2 separate regions of the Mus musculus genome follow, and region 1 is linked to region 2. The links are chromatin contacts, called in public Hi-C maps. All regions are on one chromosome and are shown on one strand. The core of a region is the stretch at or near the end of the contact, and the rest is flanking DNA. Distances in the headings are between cores, read along the strand shown.

Region 1 (5,038 bases), core at 1,959-4,458, 490 kb after region 2:
GATTTAATTGCACTGTGGTCAGAGAACACTGTTTCTAGGCATTGGCCCTGTGAAGTGCGACTTTTCTGGAATAGAGAATGTGAGCGTGTCGCGTAACTCTTAAATGTGACTATGGACTCACTGGGTTCAGAGTAAAATGCTGCTTGCTGATTTCGTTTACATCTTCTGTAGCCTTGATAACTGATTTCCTGTTTGATCTTTACATTTTTTGATAAGGTTGCTTTATCAGTAACTGTGTTTTTCTGTCAGCTTTTGCGTTACACACAACCAGTCTAAATCATTAAGTATATGAAAGCTTGCTGTTGTTAGACTTCTTGATAGATTTTCTTGCTCCCCTTTCCTTCTTACTTTGTTGGAGCTCTTCCTTCATTAGGAACTTTTCATATGAAATCCTATAACTCTTTTTGGTGAGGAGGGTGTCTTTTTTTCTTGATGTTGCTGGGAATGGAATTGGAGCCTATGTACGCATTCCAACACAAGGCATATTACTAGCACCAATGCACTGTAGTAAGAGATAGAGAATGCATCTGAGGCTTGTCTAAAAATCAAGATGACCTTGAACTCCCAAGCCTCCTGCCTTCACCTGTTAAGTAACAAGTGCTAGGATTCCAGGCAGGGCTAACCATGGCCAAGCCTATATACTTTAAAGAAAGTCTATCAGAAGGATATCAAAATCTCTTTTTAATCTGAAGAGGCTTGATACATTGACAATTTGATGCTTCAACTTTCTTTCTTGGCCTATTTTTACATTTTAGGATTTTGTACATGAAAGCCAGGCTTCCTCTGAATGACAGGTAGTTGTCTGTCTCCTTTCCTTTTTCAGTTGGGGTCCTGCCCAGTTGCATATATACATATGTTATATGTATATACATATACACATACACATATAACACACACACACATATCTAACCCTTGGGCATTTTTGTTTAGTTCCTGATCACGAACCATTGTCTCTAGAACTATAGCTTGTAATAAAATGGTTGCCTCCTTGACAATTTTTAGGCCCCACTTATGGTGACTGCATCTCATGAGCTGGCTATAAACACTAAACTAGCTTGACTGGTCACAATCTGAACCCTTTACCATATGTAACATGAGCTTCAGGGCAACCACAGCTCAGTGTGATCCTCCCGGGACTTTTCACATTGATCCTGGCTGGAGAGGTGGAGACAGAAGGTGCCTGCATTACTGAGCTCAATGGTGTCATTCCACATTTGTTTTACCATTGATCCCAATGGTAAAAATATACATTTTTATACATGCAGAGCAGGATAGTATAGGGCACACCATACACTTAAAGTGTAGACTTCCAGAGAATGAGCCCAGGTGCCAGGGCAATAATGGAGGATGTTATTTCCTTGGAAGATGAAGGTTGGTATGTATTATGTCACATGCACTCTTCCAGAATAGCAGTGCCAGAAGGACAGACGCCCAGGTTCTATTCTCACTCTGTGCAATTTCAGGACCCAGGAGACTGCCAAGAAATGAGCACAGAGAAAAGGAAATGAATGTCTGAGCATTTTCAATCTTTCCTTGATGATGTCCTTAGACTCCAATCCAAACACCTACCCCCTGGATCATATTATCAGGGTTACAATAATTTTATATATAATCAGGGTCAGCATATTTTTAGGATCAGGGACAGCTTGAAGTTAGCACACATCTGAGCGGCTTAGGTGAGATAGGAGCATGTCCTGACTTATCACAAGGCAGCAACATGGAAAACCTATTCACCGAGAAACAGGCCAACACCACATTAAAGATGATGAGCAAGTGCCTTCACACTGCCGCCATAGTGTTTGTGTATCTTCCCCCTTTCATACTATTTATGAGGGATAATTTGCTGATATTGTTGTTACCCTCAAATTATATACCAAAGGAAATTAAAAAGCACTACAGAGGAGGAAATAATGAATAGTAGCATTTAATTAAATCCAAAGTGGGTCCAATCAATGACTGCCTAATACAATAATGAGCTTAATTTAATTTTCATTTAATGGAAAAAAGTAAAGCTTTAATCAACGGCCTATGGAATTAATTGACAGCAACTTTTAAATTGTAAGTTTTTCCAAAGTGGAGTCCTAAAAGAATAACAATGACAAAAATAATGTCAACCCCCCCTGGTCTATATGCACTTTCCAGGAGCATAGAGGGAAAAGCTCCCGCAGTAAGCAGAGCTGAAGTCGGCACTTGTGGAACGCTGAATTAATTAAAAACCAATACTCTAACTTCATGAACTTTAGAGTCATCAAAAAGCAAAAGACAAAAATTGGATTTCTAAGAACTGCTGGTCTAGGGTTGTCGCTCAGAAAGAACTGAAATAAACAGATTTCCACATCGGGTGGTTGCCTGGTTACTTCCCAGGGGCTCCTGGCTGCTCTAAGAGCAGCAGTTGAGTGTAAGGAGAAAGCAGGTTGTGGGACAGATGTACAGGCCCTTCAGTTAACTGATCCATGGCTTGGCACAGGATTTGGTTAGATGGTGATGTGAGGCGACTTTTCCAATACCTCACTTTCAAAGCTTAATTTTTATTTGTGGTTTTGTTAGTGTGTGTGTGTGTGTGTGTGTGCATATGTGAGTGCAGACACACAGGCATGCCTGTCCATGTGTTGCCTGTGGAGGTCAGAGGTCAACCTCAGGCTTCATTCCTCGGAAGCCATTCACCTTGTCTTTTGAGACAGGCTCGCTAATTGCAGCTTGAGTAGGTTGGGCTGCCAGGCCCGTTCACCCCAAGGGTCTGGTGTCTCTCCTACCCCGAGATGGGACTGAAAGCCTGTGCTACCATGCCTGGCTTTTATGCGGGTTCTGAGAATCAAAGCAAGGCTCATGTGGCAAGTCCTTAACTGACTGAGTCATCTCCCACCCTGACCCCAAGGCCCCAATCTGTGAGAACACATCATGTCATTGTATTTGTTAAGCTTTAACTATTTGAAACCTCACACTTCCATGGGGGGAAGTGACTGTACTTGAACAGGTTTATCCATGAAGATGTGAACTGTGTGGCCACCGGGCACAACACCCAGGCAGCCGACAGTGGCCAGTCCTGAGCCTTCAGCTTAACAGCTCCATGACATCATGCAATTTATTTAACTGGTTGGAGACTCAAGTTCTCCACCTGAAAACAGAGTTGATGCTATCCGTTTGGCCATTCCTCACATGATTTGGTGCCTCAGCAGATGGTGAAGAAACACTTCTGCAACACCCACCACATACCAGTCAGCTTGCTCAACACTGCATTATGAACCACAGGACGCTGTTTGGGGACATAATCAGGGCCACAAATACAGGGCCAGATCCAGAGCTCACAGCCCATGCATCTGTCCCACCCTCTGCCACCTTGTGTTTGTTCCTGGAGGTCATACCGAGGGCAAATGTGAGGGCTCTGTGTGGTTGGAATTATTTCATCTTCTTTGTTCAGTTCATTTGCTTTTTACTTGTTGGTCTCGAGTTATGTATCACCTGCACACACACACACATGCACACACACATACAGACACATACAGATACACACACACACACATACAGACATTCACACACACACACACACACACACACACACACACACACACACACGACCCTTCACATTCTACCTGCCTTATGGATGTCACCTCTACAGCAGCAACTATAACCAACCCACATACAGTTCTAGATAACTCCAGGACAGGTGTTTGGAACAAAGCAGGTGCTATCAATATGTGCCATGTGAACAGTTACATTATCTGCAATCTCTTAGGCTGCTTTTCAGGCAACTGAAAAGTTCCTGTTACTTGCTCTTTAATAGTCTGTCACTTGCTCCACTGGGTGCCTGGTTCCTGTTATATAAGTAGTGTTTCATCAACTACTATATTCAGCAGGATGCTGGGGTCAATCCCTAACCCCCAAACTGAGACTGGAACACGAATGACTCACCAGCTCTCCTAAAAGTCTAATTAATCACAGCAGCGCCGGAGCAAAACAACATTAGCTCAGGCCATGTCAAGCAGTTTCCCTGGTATGACTGATGACTTTGAAGCAGTGGGGTTGGCTTGGGCAAGATACTATTGGGAATATTCCAGATAGCCTTCATGATCATATTTCATACATTTCACTGAGGTTGGTTGGAAAGCCAAGAACGGAAAAACAATGATGTCTAACAATCTAACCCTCCGTAATTTCCTCCACCTTCACTTTGCTAACAGTGCTCTGTAGGGAGAACGTTAAAGTGTTCAGTCACAGGAAAACTTTATAACCACAGTGTTGCAAATAGGAAGACTAGGTAGATTCTGCAGAAGAGAGAGTTGGTGGCACACTAATCTCAGCCTGGCCTCCCTCTGTGACAGAAGGCTGTTATCTATGTAAGGTCATTAGTTTGACTTAACAGAGCAGGGTAGAGGGTGCCACTTTAGCCAACTCAGCCCTCATGTTCTCTAGGATAGAAAGTGGGGCCCAACTAAACCACCAACCAAAGAGGATGGCCTTATCTGGAATCACTGGGAGGGGAGCCCCTTGGTTCTGTGGAGGCTGGATGACCCAGGATAGGGGAACACTAGGTTGCTGAGTCAGGAGTGGGTAGGCAGGTGGGGGAGCACCCTCATAGAGGCAGGGGAAGGGAGGAGGGGATAGGGGACTTGTGGAGAGGAAACTGAGAAGGGTGATAACATTCACAATGTAAATAAATAAAATAACCAATAAAAAATTAGCAGCAAAAGTTGGAAATATCCAGAAGTTGAAAGAAAGAAAGAAAGAAAGAAAGAAAGAAAGAAAGAAAAGGAAGAAAGAAAAGAAAGAAAGGAAGAAAGGAAAGAAAGAGAGAAAAGGAAGAAAGAAAAGAAAGAAAGAAACTGGGGCCCAAAACAGAAAACAGCAAAAGGGCTAAGGTTGATAAAGGAGAATCCCAAACTGACCATCATTATTTGGTTTTGTAAAGGCTCCACTGAAAGCTGAAAGCAGAATTCAAGATGCCTTATTAGCGGAAGCATAACTATGTGAATGGGTATGCAAAGGAAATAAATGAAGATGGAAATTATTTATTTATACACTTATATCATGTTAGCGTGAG
Region 2 (4,747 bases), core at 669-3,168:
ATGGTTGGGGGGGTCATCACAACATGAGGAGCTGCTTTAAAGGGTCACAGCAGCTTTAGGAAGGTTGGGAACCACGGCATAGGGTCAGAACTGACATGTCTTCCACTGACTACAGTTGCCAACCTGGGAAGTGACAGAGATCTTCCTGAGAGGTTTCGGAGGTGGAGGGAGTCCCTGAATGTGTCGGAGAGCTTGTGAATCTACATCTTTAAGCTGTTTACTTAATTTATTTCAAGTGTTCCTACAGAACTTTCTGTGAGGCTGGCATGATGGTGCACACCTTTAAGTCTTAGCATTCAGGAGGAAGGTACGAATGCGTTTCTCTGTGGGTTCAAGGCCAGCCTGGTCTTCACAAAGAGTTCCAGGCCAACCAGGGCTACAGAGAAAGTTCTAGAAGAGGCTGGTTACATTGAAAGTTCTAGGACAGAGTTACTTACATAGAAAGTTCTAGGGCAGCCAGGGGGCTACATAGAGAGAAAAAAAAGAAAGAAAAGAAAAGAAAAGAAAGAAAGAAAAAGAAAAGAAGAGGGAAGGAGTTACTGTGGAGGGGATACAGCCCTGTGTGGGTAGTAAACCATCTATCTGGTCGCTCAGTTCCTCCCGGGGCAGCCTGTGCTCTCTGCATGTCCCCTGGACTCTGGAGGAGGGCCCCCAGGCTCAGGAATTTGGTAGCAGTCAGCTTCTCCCTCAGAGGACCCTGCTGGCGCCCTCTGGTGGGACCACTGCTCTCTACAGGTAGATAGCTAGTACTTTTTTCTTTTTCTTTTTCTTTTTTGAGACAGGGTTTCCTCTTGTAGTCCGGCCGTCCTGGAACAGGCCGGCCTCAAGTTCAAAGATCCTCCCCCCTCTGCCTTCCGAGTGCTGGGATCAAAGGCGTGTGCGCGCCCCTCTCCTGGTTTTCCATTCTTACTGGCAGGCCACTAGTGGCCTCGCTTGCTCTTGGAGCTTGCTCCTTAGAGAGGCTTCTGGATGGTCCCCATGGACCACAGAGAGGAAAGCGTTGTACTGGATGCATTTATTCAGCAGCTAGGCTTCCTGGGAGTGAGGCAGCCTGTTCCAGACTCCTCCGCTCCGTATTCCTGTGTCTGCCGAGCGGACTCCTCGCTGAGAAGTTGGAGGGGTTGCCTAAAAAAAAAAAAAAAAAAAAACCCTTAGTGTTTGGGCAAGTGGTGCTTTGAAAAGCTGTGTGCTCCTCCCCTGTATGCCTTGGAGGGTGGGCTGGAGAGGGTCAAGAGAGGGCAGGGCAAGAGGCAGGAACAGTTGCTATCTGAGGGGATGACACACCGGTGCACGGAGGGGCTCCTCGAGGAAGCACACACAGAGACTTCAGAGTTCCCAAATGTTTGGCTTTCGGCTACAAAAATATCTCTGTGGAGATAAACAGAGGGCCTATTCTGTTCTGGACAAACGCTGTGCTTCTTCCTGGCAGTACCATTTTATAGATGAGGGAAACTGAGGCTGAGCAAGGTTAAGCCCTGGTCATAGAGCGTAAAACAGCAACAGCAAAATCGAGGTCAGACCCGGCTCTGCTTGCTGCCTGCCCCTACCTGGCCTTTTGCCTACGGAGGCAAGCTGATGAGCAGAGAGGCCTCTGGGGCCTAGAGGCCGTGTGCATAGGATCACCTTCCTATGGCTCCTGCCTCAGTCTGCTGTACATTTCTTGACGCAGCCACTACCCAGTGGATCCCAGCTGGCTCTGGGATGCTTTCGTGCATTATCCCTCCCCCATGCTTTGTTGTGGCCCTAGAGGACAGGTTGGCCTCTGGGGCGTGCCCAGCACCGGGGGAAGCCACGGGGGAAATGAGGCCGAGGGGAAAAGTCTTAGTGCTCTCTCTCTCTCTCTCTCTCTCTCTCTCTCTCTCTCTCTCCTCCACACAGGGACTTGGGCTCCTTCAGAGAGCGGTTGCCATGCAGCCGTGTTTATTCAAGAGGAGCCTGGCAGAGAGCAGGAGTGTGCCAGCCGCGGCTGTGGGCTTTCTTGTACCTGCTTGGACAGAAGGCCGTGGCCTAGGCCTCCTAAGCTGGCCCTGGGCCAAGGCAGGCCAGGTGGGTGATGCCCTACCCTTGCCTCCCTCTGTGCAGGGACAGCATTGTTTCCAGAGAGACTAAGGACCCTGGATTCCTCCACTGACAGGGGATTGGCCTCTGGATGGAGAGGTGAGAGATACTGGCGTTCGCTCACCGAGCTGTTTGGATGGGAGGGCCAAGCCTTCGAAATCCTTTGAAGGAGGAGATCTGAACTTGAAGCAAGCAAAAAGAGCATAGTGAGGGGAGAGGGAAGCCGTGTCACAGTAGGAGATCTCTGCCTCTCTCTGGGTCTCTCTGAATGAGGCCAGACATGCTGCTGGCTGGCTGGTATGAGTCTAGGAAGAGGGCTGCTCTGGGCTGCTCCCTTCCCCAGGGTAGTGACCCTTGGCAATGGTTGGTTCTGCTCCTCTGGGCTAAATTCCCTGCGGGTGCTGAGAACGATGGTGCTGGCAGGAGTGGGGACAGTCCTAAGCTTGGGGACTAGAGCACCGAGTTACAGTGAAGGTTTGGAAAGATTCTGCTCTGGGTTTGAATTCTGACACCAGACACACTTACTGGACTATGGGGCTGGCGTTTGCACCTCTGAGTCTCAGTTTCCTTGTATGTAAAAGCTCTCCTGTCCCTGGTTTTGAGGGTGGAGATAGGTGGGCACTTGGCCAGCCCAAGGCCAGCGTGGAACTTTTGTTCTTGTGCCGCCAAGAAAGTGGAGATCGGCGTGTTTCTTGCTTGATTGATTTTGGTCTCCTAACACTGTGGTTCTACTGGCTACCATCCAGAACGAGGCCCACACTGATGGGAGGGGATTTGGAAGGGTGACTGTTTATTTTCCGTTTGTCTTTTGTGAGGCAGGGTAGCGCAGGCTGGCCTGGGAGTTGCTAGGTCACTGAAGATGGCTTTGAACTTCTGGTACCCCTGTCTCTCCAGAGCGCTGTGATCACAGGTGTGCCACTGTGCCTGCCCTCAGAAGGCCTCATTCTTCCTCAGAAGCGTAAAGGGTGAAGAGAGCTTCTATCTGTCTGGGCGTCAGTGTGGTAGCCATGGACCATGCTGGCCTCTGGTCCTAGGTGGGGGGAGTGACAGGCCCATAGCCAGGTCATCTTAGTCCTACATTGTTCTCACAACTGGCTGGAGTTCAGTCCAGGGAGCAGCAGATCCGAAGCAGGAGAATGTGGAGGAGGACTGGAGACGGGAGGATATGACCTAGGCTCTAATGAGACTTGCTTTTCAAGGCATATCGTCCCATCATTCCCGAGGGCCACCATTGTCAGGCAGTAAGGTATACTGTTTGTGATTCACAACCGGGTTCTGGGACAGCTATAAAAAGGAGTGCTGCCGGGGCCTCTGACCATGGCAGACCAGCCCATGGGACCTCTTTGTCCTTATCACAGCCACCTCCCGAATAGGGCTTATTACTCTCCTAGTTTCTTCTTCTTTTAGTACAAAGCCCTACCACCCATTTATGTGTTCCCAAGGATCCAGTTCATGCTCGCCTTCCTTCAGGTGCTTGGTAAACAGTGCCATAGTCAGTCATTGGGGGGGGGGGGGGAGGAGGAGGGGGGTTTCCTCCACTGAACTTACCGCTGTGGTCATCTGTGGCACAGTAAATATAGCAATCCTTTATTTTCATTGCCCTGTCTCCCGACGACGAGCCTTCCGCGCAACACATCCTTCCATTTCCCCGGTGAACATTTGGATTGCCTCCAGATTCGGCGGCTAGCCAGCTCCTGGCTGCTGTGAACGTTCTTATGCTTCTCCCCGGAGCGGACGCACAAGATCTAGTGTGGGTGGGCACCCAGGAGCGGAGATGCTGGCCCGGGGCGCGTGCACCTTGGGTGGAGCTGCTGGCCTGGGGCTCATGCACCTTGAGCTTTGATAGAGAACACAGGCCAGAGTCCAGGTGAAGGACCGTGTGCAACTTGCTTACGGTCAGCACGGGTTCCCGTCGCTCTCCACTCATGCCAGCATGGGGACCCCATCTCATCTTGACGCACACCAGTCTTTGTAGAGCAGTGGGCGCACCATGTTTCTAGCATTTCTCTGGTCACGGGGTTGAGGGTGGGAGGTTGGGGGTGGGGTGGGGTGGGAGGGTAACCCCACCCTGTGTACAGGCTCTGGGCTGCTATCTTCCTCCTGCTCTTCCTGCTGGAGGGCCAGTCTCCAGCCAGTGCTGTTACTTCTGTCCTGTTAGTCTTTGAGTTTCGGGCCTGGTCTCCAGGGCAGCTGTCTGGAAGCTGCAATTTCCATGTGGCCTCTTTCAAACCCTTTGATTCTCGCCCCTCCCCCCCCCCCACCTTCTTCCTCACCCTGGGATTTCCCTTCAATGCAAGGTTAGAATACAATGACTTTCTCCCAGGTAATAGCCGCCCTGTGGCCATGGGTCCCTGCTAGGATGGTTGATATTCTCCTTTAAAAATTTCATTTATGACTGTTATTGCGTGTGTGTGTGTATATTGTACATGCGCCATTGTGCCTCGGCACATGAGCAGAGGACGGAGGACAATTTACAGGAGTCAGTTCGTTCCTCACGTTGTAGGTTCTGGGGATTGACCTAAGGCTGTCAGGCTTGTGCCGCAAGAACGCGGATCCTCTGAGCCATCTTGTTAGTGCAACAGTTTGCTTTCTCATGACGGGCCTTTGGGAAAAGAACAAAGCTGAAGCCAGAAGTTCCCTGAGGGTCTTGCTAGACCTTTCTGAGGAGCTGTGAGGAGGAGAGTCCTGG

Evidence for each region. Hi-C and Micro-C count contacts between places; a contact is called where the count stands out from the background.
Region 1: a contact with region 2 is called in a Hi-C map of uterus, with 4 times the contacts expected there. The contact joins the enhancer-like site here to the promoter of Togaram2 in region 2. A contact is called at or near these places in 2 of 39 promoter capture datasets (the 3T3-L1 cell line and hippocampal neurons), 1 of 484 Hi-C or Micro-C datasets (uterus) and 1 of 9 other capture datasets (embryonic stem cells).

Annotation. Positions count from the first base shown.
Region 1 is chr17:72,155,228-72,160,265 of GRCm38.p6, forward strand. All of the region lies in intron 4 of Alk (anaplastic lymphoma kinase), which reads right to left. Among named protein-coding and RNA genes, the nearest start is that of Gm41613, 28 kb to the left of the region's middle. Within about 2 kb of position 3,209, at least 31 of the 459 cell types and tissues checked have an H3K27ac peak or open chromatin away from gene starts, as enhancers often do.
Region 2 is chr17:71,671,343-71,676,089 of GRCm38.p6, forward strand. Togaram2 (TOG array regulator of axonemal microtubules 2) reads left to right here and starts at 1,919. Exons shown (of 20, transcript NM_177087.4): 1 at 1,919-2,157.